Linked DNA regions of Columba livia: region 2 is linked to region 1. A link is a contact called in public Hi-C data. All regions are on one chromosome and are shown on one strand. Each heading gives the region's core, a stretch centred on a gene start, on an enhancer-like site or on the middle of the called end of the contact. The rest is flanking DNA. Distances are from core to core; before and after follow the strand shown. Region 1 overlaps ST3GAL1 (ST3 beta-galactoside alpha-2,3-sialyltransferase 1). Region 2 holds the start of ST3GAL1 (ST3 beta-galactoside alpha-2,3-sialyltransferase 1).

The links. A called contact is a pair of places that touch in the nucleus more often than the background predicts.
Region 2: a contact with region 1 is called in a Hi-C map of crop, with 4 times the contacts expected there. The contact joins the promoter of ST3GAL1 here to the enhancer-like site in region 1. A contact is called at or near these places in 2 of 2 Hi-C or Micro-C datasets (crop and liver).

What each region holds. Positions count from the first base shown.
Region 1 is chr2:154,237,493-154,243,721 of bColLiv1.pat.W.v2, forward strand. It overlaps ST3GAL1 (ST3 beta-galactoside alpha-2,3-sialyltransferase 1), which reads right to left. Exons shown (of 7, transcript XM_065054456.1): 5 at 3,615-3,660; 6 at 1,275-1,394. Among named protein-coding and RNA genes, the nearest start is that of ST3GAL1, 72 kb to the right of the region's middle. Within about 2 kb of position 3,964, at least 1 of the 3 cell types and tissues checked has an H3K27ac peak away from gene starts, as active enhancers do.
Region 2 is chr2:154,309,287-154,315,515 of bColLiv1.pat.W.v2, forward strand. It overlaps ST3GAL1 (ST3 beta-galactoside alpha-2,3-sialyltransferase 1), which reads right to left and starts at 3,337. Exons shown (of 7, transcript XM_065054456.1): 1 at 3,176-3,337. It overlaps LOC135578713 (a long non-coding RNA gene), which reads left to right and starts at 2,989. Exons shown (of 3, transcript XR_010470811.1): 1 at 2,989-3,122.

The DNA of each region.
Region 1 (6,229 bases), core at 2,714-5,213:
TCATGCTTGCAGGATTTTGTAGAACTGATCTGGCCTTACACTAACTAGCCAAGTTTCCTGTCATGTAGGAGCATCTCACATCACTCAAGCCAGGGAATTTTCTCAAGTAACTGCTGGAGCAGTGGCATTTATCACAACCTACTGTATAAATCCACAAGCTTGAGTTTGAAAAGAGACCATCTGCACTCCCCAAATTGGCTAATGTAAGAGATGATCATTGAAGTTCTTCAGATTAAGGTATCCGAATGGAGGTGCCTGAACATCCATTAGTCAGTGGTGATTCACGCAGCACAGTTCCTGGAACGCAGGGAGCAATACTGCTCTCCTAATGTCTTACCATGCAGTTGATTTGCCTCACTGATTAGACAGATAAGACCTCATTGCAGTTGCCCAAACATAAGTGCCATTTGAGATGTCCTTGGGTACTCAATACATGTATTCAAGGCAGGCGGATGTCACACAAAGCCAAGAGATTCATACTTTTCTGGCCTGGCAGATGGAGGCAGAATCACAGAATTGACTGAGTTGGAAAAGACCTCAGAGATCATCAAACCCAACCCTTGGTCCAACTCCAGTCCATTTACTAGATCATGGCACTAAGTGCCATGTCCAATCTCAGTTTAAAAACCTCCAGGGATGGTGAGTCCAGCACCTCCCTGGGCAGCCATTCCAATGCCTGACCACTCTCTCTGGAAAGAATTGCTTTCTAGTATCCAGCCTAAATTTCCCCTGGCAGAGTTTAAGCCCGTGGCCCCTTGTCCTATTGCTGACTGCCTGGGAGAAGAGACCAATCCCCACCTGGCTAGAACTTCCCTTCAGGTAGTTCTAGAGAGTGATGAGCTCACCTCTAAGCCTCCTCTTCTCTAGATTAAACAACCCCAGCTCCCTCAGCCTCTCTCCATAGGTATGCCCAGTAGGCATGCCCAGGGCAACACCAATGGCTCTAGGTGCCTAAACAGTGAGACAAAATGTAATTTGGGATTCCACTAACAAAATGGGCACTGACACCATCCATATTTATATGCCTTTGAAAGCCATGTGGAATCTCACTATTTTTGTTTAATTACATTTCCCCCAAAAGCGTCTTAAACCCTACAACTTGCTGACATGAAAAAAATCACTGTCAGCATGTTACTGAGGACTCTGCATCTGTTTGAAGAAGCAAATGGTAGAGAAAATGGAAAGAGGGAAATAAAGGCTGAGTGGCCAGGGCAAGTTCCTGCCACTTCAGTGTAAAATGTCCTGATTTTTTATCCATAAACGCAAACACAGACCTCATCGCATACGTGGAGTGCAAATATCAAAGACAGAAGGCCCGTGGAGGGGTATCTCCCATGATGCTGGAGCCAATTTTCATAGACGTATTTCATAAAAGTTGGATTGTAAATGAGGATCTAGGCAAAATTGGAGAGAAAGACTCATTAATAAAATACCCTGGGGAAAAAAAAAAACAACAAACAACAAAACAACAGTAGCCTGTCATCCCTAAAGGACACTTGGGTAAGGGAGGAAGGGAAAAAGGAATAATATTTATTCCCTGAGGGCAGGTGAAAGGGAAAAATAAAGTCCCAGAGCTAAGCACATTCAAGGATATTTCCCACGTGCAATTACACATGAATATTCCTTCTTTGGTCTTGATATCCCACCTGCTTACACTAATGTAAATCCTGGATGATTCTTACTGAAACCAATGGGCATGAAAAGGCACATGCTGGAAGAAAATTGTGCATTCAGCTCTCCCTGTAGTGTCCTGCTGTAATGTAGGTGAGCTCTGGGGAGTTGGAGGCCTGAGCAAGACAAGTATAAAATTCCATCTGAGATTTGATAGAATCGTAGAATCATTTAGGTTGGAAAAGACCCTTAAGATCATTCAGTCCAACTGTAATGTGTGCAGGAATGTAGGAGCAACTTCATATTCTGCACAATATGCTGACCATGCCTTAGTATTGCTACAGGTACAGATCTGAGGAAATGAGAGGTCAGGTGTAAACTATCAGGAAGCTTGTCAGGTTGCATGAGCTGCATTTCTTCCATTTCCCAAACATGCTATTTTTCTATGCTGTTTTGTTTATTTGTTTTTTAAAGATGTAAATAATACTTGGTTATCACCTGGGGAAATTGTGAGGCCATCTAATGGAGACAGAGTTCTTAAGATCAGGCCTGAGTGCACAGTAAATCCTAGGACTGGTGGGAGCCGTTGGTTTCAACCACCTTCTCTCAATCAGGCAAAGAGAGGCTTTTCCCTCCATGCTGCGTTTGTAATTAGAGTGACTGGTTAGCTGCAGGGCTTTTCCTTTTACGAAGTCAGAGGTTAATTGCTGATATTGTATCTGTGTGTAATCGCTTCTCACAGGGTGTTTTGCATTGCATGACGTGGGAAGAAATACAAGCTTCTCATCTCTGTGCTCAGGAAGCTGCTGCAAATCACCAGCCGTACCCTGGGCTGGTGCTACTCAAGTGTGACGTGAGTTTAACAACCTGCCATAGTGCATCTCACAAGGTTTTTGCAGAGGTTAATGTGTTTCTCACACCAGGTAGGGATGAGCTAAGTGATTATTTAATAGCCCCAAAGGTCCACAGTTTGGAGCTTGGAGATATAAACTAATACTGGTTAAAGATCTCCTCTGAAGCCTTTGGCAAAACCTGGCCTCCTGAATGAAGGACATGTGCTTTAATCTTTAATTTTAATGCTCTGGGGCTAACACACATTACCAACCCTTGAGACACTAGAAGCCTGAGCTCCTCTGAAAATCAGCCTCTCCAAAGGCTGAGAGAATGAGACATTTTGCTGGAACGCTTGTGGAAGAGGAAACATCTTTTACCTTTCTCTACATAGCCTGCCTTGGTTATGTCCCCAAACCATGCAGCTACATAAGAGAAAAGTCTTTGCACAGTGGCTAAAGTTGCAACATTGGAATGACTATTCTGCCCCATGGGAAACCCTGCCTCCAGTAGGACACGTCTATTAGACCACAGTAAACTTCAACAATGAGCCTAGTCTCAAGGCTTGTTTAATTGGGTGCAGACAGTTATTACAACTGTGGGTTAGGAACATTCTCCAAGAGCCATCGATACCATCTTGAATTCTCCCTTGACTTGAAAACACACAGTGTTGTTTGTTCAGAATTCATTCAGCTCTTTATTCCAAGGAACTGAGCTGGGAGTGAGAAACATCCCTGGTGATCAAATAGTCAAATTATTTTTAAAGAACCTCAAAGGCTTTCCACAGCTCAAAGTGTCATTACATCCAAATAACTGCAACGGATGGGAACAGCAGAACTGCTGTGGATGGCGAGCACAGTTGGCCAACAGTGAACCTTAAATCTCCCTGAGCAGTACGAGAGGAAGCAACACGACCTTCAGAACAGTGGTGATGCTCTGGTATAATCACAAGAATAGTTTCTTTCCAACCTCAGTTATTTAGCTGGCTAAATGAGGCTGATCTGTGTCCTGAAGGGCACACAGCAGCTAAACCTTTTGTTCACCTGAGCCTTGTGAAGTGTGTGTTCTGGTTGTAGTTTTTATGAATATCAAGGGGTTCTTGCAGTCTCCCAAAGTGGCAAAAGACCTACAAGTAGATTAGCAGAACAAGTTCACAAATCAGCATCGCTCACCTTTTCTTTTTTGACTTTGATTTTCCGTGGAACTGGAACATATGTGCTGTTAGAAGAAAAAATTAACACCAAGATTAGTAAAAAGTCAAACACGATAATATTTTCCTGTATTTCCAAAGACAGAATATTCTTCATGTACAGAAATAATTTCAAATCATTTGAAAACAATATATTCAAGCAATTGTTGGAAAATGAGGCTGCAATTAAGTAATGCAGCATAAAAAAGAACTGAGGCGTCATTGAAGCAAGTTTATAGGAAGCCATTATGTTTTTAAATTTTCAAGTTAATTATTGACAGTAGGACACCAAAGATTTAGTTCACAATATATTGTAAAGTCAATATTATACGGAGCCCACGACTTCTTGGCCCGTGCCTGTTGCAGTATTTGCGCTTTGACGAAGGAAAGGGCTTTCCACTTAACTTCATGGCAGAAAAACCTTTTCCCACCAGGGGGAGACTTTTCCCCTCCTAATACTTGTAGCTACCGCATTATTTCCAGAGAAGGTGGTAGTAGAGTTCGTAATTTCTGTTCTTATGTGTAATTCTGGCATTCCCAGTACACGGCCCCTGATCAGAAGGCTATTCCCTCCTCCTCAGGGGGATGCTGAAGGCTTCCTGCAGTTCCCAGCGTAAAACTTCCAAGTCAGACCTTATGACTGGATCAAAATCACGAGTCATGTCTTGAAAACAAAAAGATCTTTTCTTCCCCGTATCTCATGCACAGTGCAGGCGGGCATTGCACAGCTCATCACGAGTGCTGTAAAAATAATAAATCTCCCTGACTTTGTTTCAAGTAAGAAAATTCTGAACTGGCCTTTTAGCTGGACTATATTCCCAAATATACTTTGCATACTTTTTAGATGGGTTGTGATAAATCACCAAAACCTTCCATTAATTCAATCTAAATACTTTTACTTGTGAGGGTTTTTTTTTGTTTGTTTTGATTTTTGTGTTTTTTTTTATTTGTTGTTTGTTTGTTTTGTTTGTTCGTGGTTGGTTGTTCGGGCTGGTTTTCTTTGTTTTCTTGTTAACAACAAGGTTCCTGTGATTAAAGTTTTACTTCTTTTTGAATCACGGATCATCAGCACTTCGAAACATTTGTCTAAGTCTTCCCAGACCAGTGGTGACCTAGCAATGTCCTCATCTCCTTAGGTATCTATCTCCTTTTGCAAAACCAAGCAGAGATACATGAAGATTTTTCACTGTAGAGATTCCTGGAAGACTCGGAGAAGTCAAGTTAAGGCAAGTAGGCTAAATATATGACTGATGAGGTCCTGAAGGTTTTCTGTCCCAGAAAGCTTTCCTAAGTCTTTTCTGGGACAATGCTCAGTCTTAGAAAGCCACTTTGAATAGGACATCCATCAGTCAAATGGGACATGTCCGAATCATTCAGCTATCAATTCAAGCCAATATTAAGGCCATATACAGTTTGGCTTTTCTTCAGAACCATAATACAGGATGCTTATCTTTTTTAACTGAGTATTTATTCTCTTCTAAAATACCAAATTTCAGATATACATATATTTTTTTTAATTTGATGTCTTCTCCCCTTTACAAATGTACAGTCAACAATTCCCCTATACACTGTATCTGACATTGTGTGTTTAAGGCATGCTCATAGGTTTATTCTGTTAGCCTAAAAATTTTGTTAAATGCATTATGATTTGTGAGCTTATGATTTTCTGGTTTTATTGCTCCAGCATGTGCCAGGTTATTAATTATGCAAATTCTCTGCTTTGAGTATGGCAAAAGCCTTAAAATACTGGCATTTCTTCCATGGGGTTAAATTCTCACACACTAATTTATACGAGATGCTTACCAAGCCCGTGTATACAATCTAATTACAAATATGTAATATGTCCTGTAATTTATTAAGCAAAGATGTTTTTCCTTACATGTGCTGTGACTGCCTTGTAGTCAACCACTTATACCTTCCTGATAGGCTAAGGGGCTTACTCAACTTTACTGCTGCAACCCACTTGCTGCCACTTTTGAAGGTAAATACTCCACAAAAAATAGTGAATGGCTTCGCAATCTGGGCACAGAGCAGTGACAGTGCTGGAAATATGGATGGGTGACAACGGCAACAACTGGTCCTCTGCGGGCACCTCTTCCTAGCACAAGGATGGATTTGATAAAGAGGTAGCAAGAGGTTTCAGTCAACTAAAGGCAGCTGGGAACTTTCCATTGCTTCTGATAGGGTTTGCTTCTAGGCTTAACAGCAGACTTTCTCAACCTTTTTTATCAAAACAGTTTCTAAAAGAAAAAGAAAGCCTTTCAAAAAAGGTGAAATCTTTCAGCCAGTTTCTAAGTGTGTGCTGATTTTTCCAAGATATGAGTGTGTCCTGAAGATGGATTCTTTTTTTCCAGACAATTTATGGCTGTATATACTAAGTGCTGTTGGAAAAAAAAGGTTAAAAGAGACTAAACCAGATTTGTTACAAGCTAAAAAGAAGTGAAAAAAATCTAAAATGCATTTGCCAAGAGAGAAAAGAAAAATGAAAGAAATAAAACTCCATTTGTTGTCCCATCAAAAAGTTTTCCTTAAAAATGTCAAGCAGGACTTATCCTCAGTCAACTTGGACATACTTCTCCAAGTTTTAATCTTCTGAGA
Region 2 (6,229 bases), core at 2,087-4,586, 71 kb after region 1:
CATGTTTTAACCTATATCAGTAATCTCAGGTCAGTCAAAAATGCAGCTGCTTCTCTTCTCCTTGCAAGTTTGATTGTACACAGGCTGTTTAGCAAATACTTTATAGCAACATTTATATCAAAATTGTTAGTACAAAGCTAACTGAGCTAACACTGAAAGGTTTCATCAGAGTATCTTGGAAGAGGGGGTGGTTATCAAAAACAATTCTTCCACTTATGACATGCTCCTAGGTGAAAACAAATAGTTTCTGGATGCCCACGTTATGATCTATGTCAGCATCATATTGCCTTTGGGGAAAACAGGAAAAAAAGTACTGCAAGGAAAAGACAAGGACAGGAAGGAAGGAATTTATCTCCTTCTTCACCAATTCATCTGTCTGCAGAGAAGTGCTGTTTCAGATGAGACATCAATAGTCCTTTGCTGCCTTCTGCAAAGTATAGAATATATAGATGATATAGAAAATAAAGTCTGCTATGAGAAAGAAAAAAGTTAAAGAAACTCTACATTTAGGATCTGACAGTGTTGAAACAAGACAAAAACTACATCCTTATTCAGAGTTCCCTCAGCCAGTGCCACAAAAAGCTCCACCAGGTGGTGGGATTAACAGTACTTGAAATATGCTACAGAGCTGGATCCACTCTCACTCCTCTGCTTTTAAAAGCACATTTCTGCTTCACCACGTATTTGAAAACACTTCTAAAACAAACTCCTAATAAAAACATATTACTACTATCATTTAACAGTGTTTGCAGTGCACTTAGCGTAAAAGATGCTGTTATAATCTAGAAGATGGAACTGCTATCTGCATGACCCTAATTTCCCCTCAAATTACTCCTAGTTTTGTATAAACAGAAAAGCCAAACGATTAACAGAAAAAAAAGCCTTATATAAATGATGTTTAGTTTTACCAACTACCTTCCTCAATTGAGATGCCATCACCATTATTAATATCATCAAGTTTGGAAGAAAAACTGCAAATGAGGCTGCAAGCTCCTTTCTGGCTGGGATGTGTGAAAAATTCATACAAACAGGGTAAGTCACTCTCTCCACTGCACAATCAGCCTATATGCCAAGTGAACAAGCCAAAAGAATGAGGAATTAGTTTTTTCTCTTCTTTTGCTCTTTCAGAGACTATGCTCTCACATGTTACTAGCAGAAAGGTAAAACGAAGGTATATTAGACAGAAGTGTAGTTTAAAAATCTAGTGGTAGCTTTAAAGCTGGTTTGGCAGGACCATAGACTGAGACTTTGTTGAGGTACGGGATTTAAACCCACTGCCACTGAAATGTTACCCTACAGCAGCACCAAAATAGAGTAAATGAAGTGAGAAATTGGCAGAGGTACAGAGCACCAAGTTCACTGTAGACTTATGCAGGGGTTCTGTTGTTTCCAAGATAATCAGGAAAACAAGTATACTTAACTAAAAAAACCATCCAACCATTCCCACCTCCACCCCCAACCACCGCCCCAACATGTGTTCAAACGGATTAAAACCTGCCAGGATCCCAGATGAGCCCAAAAAGGACCCCGAGCACAGCCGTGCCCTGCAGATAACACCATTGCCAAAGGGGAAAGAGGACCCAAAGCCAACCCCAACTTCTTCTAACATGAGAACAGCTCTTTCAAGGCATTATGAACACCAGGCAGAGCACCACCGGCATTGGATCGAGCAGTAAAAATTGAGGAGGGGTGATCATATCGGCTGCAGGAAGCCCTGGCTGTTGTTGTTCACACGGGACGCGATGTAGCGATCCAAATATTTCAAAGCAAATACTTCACGCAGAGCCACCCCTCCAGCTAAAACCGTGTAAATAATACACAGGAGGAGTGTGCTGTTAATTGAGTATCTTCTGAACAGCCAAGAGACAGGAAGACTCCAGTCAAAGGTGACTCTTCATTTTAACTTATATCACTGAAGAGCACCAACATAAATGAAGTCCTGAGGACAGGATCAAAGTAGAATAGGGACTTTCTTTTTTATATCCTTGAATTTCCTGTCTCTTTTCCACACTGAAATTTAATTTCCTTTTCAAAGAGAGCTTTTGGAGCTTATGAAAATTGACCCAAAAGATTACAAGGGCTTTGTCACCCTTCCAATCTCTCTGAAAGATCCATAATTAGGGAGGTTTTTCCTTTAACATGTGTGCCCACTAGGCAAATATATAATTCAGACTTACAATGAAATGAATGAGTTATTTCAATGTATTGGATACATACAAGCCCAACCGTTACAAAGAGTTGAAGAATCTCGTGTGTGTCAAACAAGTAAATCTGCACCGAGGCATTTTTTTACTGGTTTGTTTTCATTAATGCCAAGACTAAAATCAATCACGTAAAAGATCTTGGCTCTATGTTTGCTATGGACATAAATATATCAAAGTGCAATCAAAATACACCTAACAACCAAACTGTTGGCCTCGAAGATTAGTTATTTACACTCCTGCGGAAATTAATTCCGCAAACAGATATGTAAGAGTGGGTACCTAAGACAGTTAGTCTGCTTTTTTCCCTCTAACGGGGTAATGCTGGCGTTCCTCTCTCACCGCACAGCCTACCCAAGGGGAAAAGAAATAAAAAAATAAAAATAAAACACAATAAAAAAGAAATCAGGGTACAGGACTCCATCGGGCTGGTCCCTCCCGCTGTTCTCCGCCTGCCAGCGACCACCCCGCAGCCAAGCGGCTCCGCCGGGCAGGGCACGGGGCAGGACCGGTCCCCCGTGGACCGGGGCATGCCGTGGGGAGGACACCCCCCGCCACTGCCCCCCGGAGCTGCACGGGCATCGCCCGAAGGTGCGCCTTGCTCAGGAGCCCACCCCGGCACCCGCAACCTTTCCTTCTGCCCCCCTCCACCGGGGAAATCCCGGCTGGATGGAGGGAAGCCTCCCCGCTTCGGAGTGCCGGGGCACCCGCCGGGGGATGCTGCAATCTCCGTCAGTGCCGGGAACAACCCCTGCTTCTAAACAATAATAATAGGAAAGAAAAAAAAAAAAAAAAGGAAAAGGAAAAGGGGAAAAAAAGAAAGACACAAGACACAACTTAAAGAGTAGAATGAGGAGCTGGAAGGGAGGGGGAGGCTCCCGCCGCGCCTTTCGCAGCAGGGGGGAGCGGGAGAATTTGCAGGTAAGCGGGGAGGAAGGCGGAGGAGGGCGGCGGGGGGGTCCCGCGGTACTCACGGTGGGGCGCTGGGGGGGCCGCCAAGCCCCATGGCCAGGGAAGGGCGGGCTGGCGGGCGGTCGCTGCTGCTGTCGCTGCTGCTGCTGCTGCCGCCGCTTCTGTCGCTGCCTGCGCCGCCCGCGGAGCCTCTCCGGGCGCCCCGTCCCTCCCCTTCCCTCCCCGCAGGGCTTCCTGCCCGCTCATATAACGCGCCCCCAGACACGTGGACGGCGCCGGGGGCCCCGGCGGCTCCTCCTCGGAGCCGGGCAGGGCGGTGCCGGGGCGGCCTCCCCTCCTCCCCCGGACCCGAACCGCTGCGCGGGGCTGCGTGGCCGCGGGGGTTGCGCGGCGCAGGGTGCGCGCTGCGCCCGTCGGGGCTGCGCCCGCCTGCGGGGTCAAGGAGCGGCCGGGGGGTCGCAGCCGCCGACCCCCTGGCTCGCCCCTCCTGCGCCGGGAGGAAATCCCAGCTCCCGATACGACATCCCTGAAGAGTGATCACTCAGAAATAGCCCTGTTCTCACCCCCACCCTGAACCTTCTGTACCTGAAATGGGCTGTGTGGATCCCAGCAGGTATCACAGCAGGGACACCGAAAAAAAATTCGGTTCTTCTCAGAGGAGAAAGCATACTTTGCATCGTTAATAATATATCAGTGCAGCATCAGACATTTTTAAGGCGACTATAAAATGCTGTAGAATTAAAAAGAATACAACATCATTAAAGAATCCCCCAGACAGACACATTCAACTGATAAAGTGTCTGCTAAAACTATTTAACAACATAATGCTGACTTTTTTAGTGTCGATGTGTAAAGGCTGGAGCCGAGACAAGAAGGGGGGAGGTTACAACACCTCCAGAGGAGCAAATAATCTCTCTGGTCTTCTCTCCGGTTCGCCCGTAGGCAGTTTCACATGCACAGTGAATATCTACAGCACATGTCAAGGTAGAGAACGTATTCCTGAGCTCTGAAAAACATGTTTCTTAAAGGTGGACAGCCAGTGCATAACTCCCTTTGTGAAGCAGATAAGTTTATAGGTTATTAATCTAGTTAATGAAACTACCTACATTGTTGTTTTATTCCATCCAGCACAGCATACTTCCACTGGAAACTGTAACACGCTACACAGGAGTTGTAAATCAAAAGCCGTCACTGAGCTTGTTTCCATAGAGTTATATTAGTAAAAGCTTAAGTGTGAATTTAGACCGGTGTCACATTGTGTACCGTGCAGGTATTTGTATTGGGGTGTGAGTACCAGTGACAGGCTGAACTTCCTGCTTAGGAGCATAAACCCCGACAAAACCTTCCAGGGATTCGCCCCCTCACTAAATCCTGTCCCTAGATACTGCAGAGCAACATAGTATTACATCCCTCATAAACAGGGCTTGGAAGGGATTTAATCTAAAGTAATGAGACTTAAAAAAAAAAAAAAAAAAAAAAAAAAAAGCTAGTTGTGTTAGTTGTGTTGGTTCTTTTTTAAACAAGGAATGTATCAACACATGGAATTACTGTGTGTGGGAAACAGTGTAATAAGTAGCTCTTCACTGTTTTTTCCCAGGAGCTGCTTGCCACTTTGCTGAAGGTGGGATAGGGCCCTTGAGGAGCCCCGATTCGATCACCTGTGACAGTTTCTGTAACCCTCTCAACTTGATATTCCCACCTTCAGGGAAATTAGTTGAATTTGCTGCTTCATTTCCTTCCTGATGATTGTGAGTGGGTCTGTTTATGAAAAAGCCACTGGGGACCAGCTCACCAGCAAAAAAAAGAAAAGGCAGTGCATCAGGTTTGAAGATCTCTCTCAGGCATTTCTGAGAGGATGGATGGAATGAGAGAGTGATGAGGGCTCTGAAGAATACTCTATAAAAGCAAGGAGAAGGAAAGGAAAGGAAAAGTCTGGGCACTCTGCATTTCACTACCTCTTGTACCACATCTGGTTTGTCCATAAGTTTAACAGAGAAAAAAAAATATTATAGTAAAACAAGTGATTTCTTATCATACAGTAGATAAAGTTTTACTAGTGTGTCTGCAGGTTGTATCAAGGGAAGCACCCTGCAGTCAAGAATGTCTTAATTAATGCTAGTTAATCAAGATGACACCAGAACAGGTTGCCCAGAGAAGCTGTGGTTGCCCCCTCCATGGAAGTGTTCAAGGCCAGGCTGGATGGGGCTTTGGGCAACCTGGTCTAATGGAAGGTGTCCCTGCCCATAGCAAAGCAATGAGAACTAGGTGATCCTTAAGGTCCCTTCCAACCCAAATCATTTTATGATTCCATAACAGAGACAGGGAGCAGGTTCTGAACAAGGGATATGGGTGGAGCATGGAAAAGTGCCTCAGGTCTCCACTGGTGCTATCTTGAGAAGTAGGAGGCTGAGCGTGGTACAGAGAACAAGCCCAAATTGCCCTGAAACAGCAAGTGTGGAACATACTCATCTTCGTTATACCAGTGTTACACTCAATTAGCTCCTTTGGATGCTCTCAACTTCACCAATGCACCCCAAGGAGTGTGCAGATACCAAGCACCATCTGATCATGCCATAGTAACTACAGCAGGTTCCAACGCAGAGGGCTGGATCTGCTCCCCTTTATACCGTAGCGTTTCCTTAGCAAGTGTCATGTAGATGTTTTTGGGAAAGAATCCAGTATTTGTTTCACAGACAGTATTTCCTCAACAGCTCAGTGAATATGAAATAGTTTGAACTAACCATGCAAATCTCACTTGTCTTCTTATGTAGAGAAATGATATCTATTCTAAACTCTGGGCCAGGGCTTTCAGCTGCTGATGGGGGACAGCTATGCAGACATCAAAGGAGCTGTATCAGCTTTCACCAAGTGGGGATCCAGCCCTTTATTCATATTTAAAAATGCAGATACTGTGTCTAGGTAAAGCATTTTTCTCTATATTTTTAAGTAGCCAATACTTTATTTTATAGCTGTTCCCTCAGTAGCAGGATTGTTTCTCAGTAGTCAATGTTTAAAGGCCCTTCAAGGCTGAAGGGATTAAAAATGAATAATTTAAAGCTGGTCTACGATGCAGAATTTTTAACATATGTTTTACAGGCCATGTAGAACAATCTTTT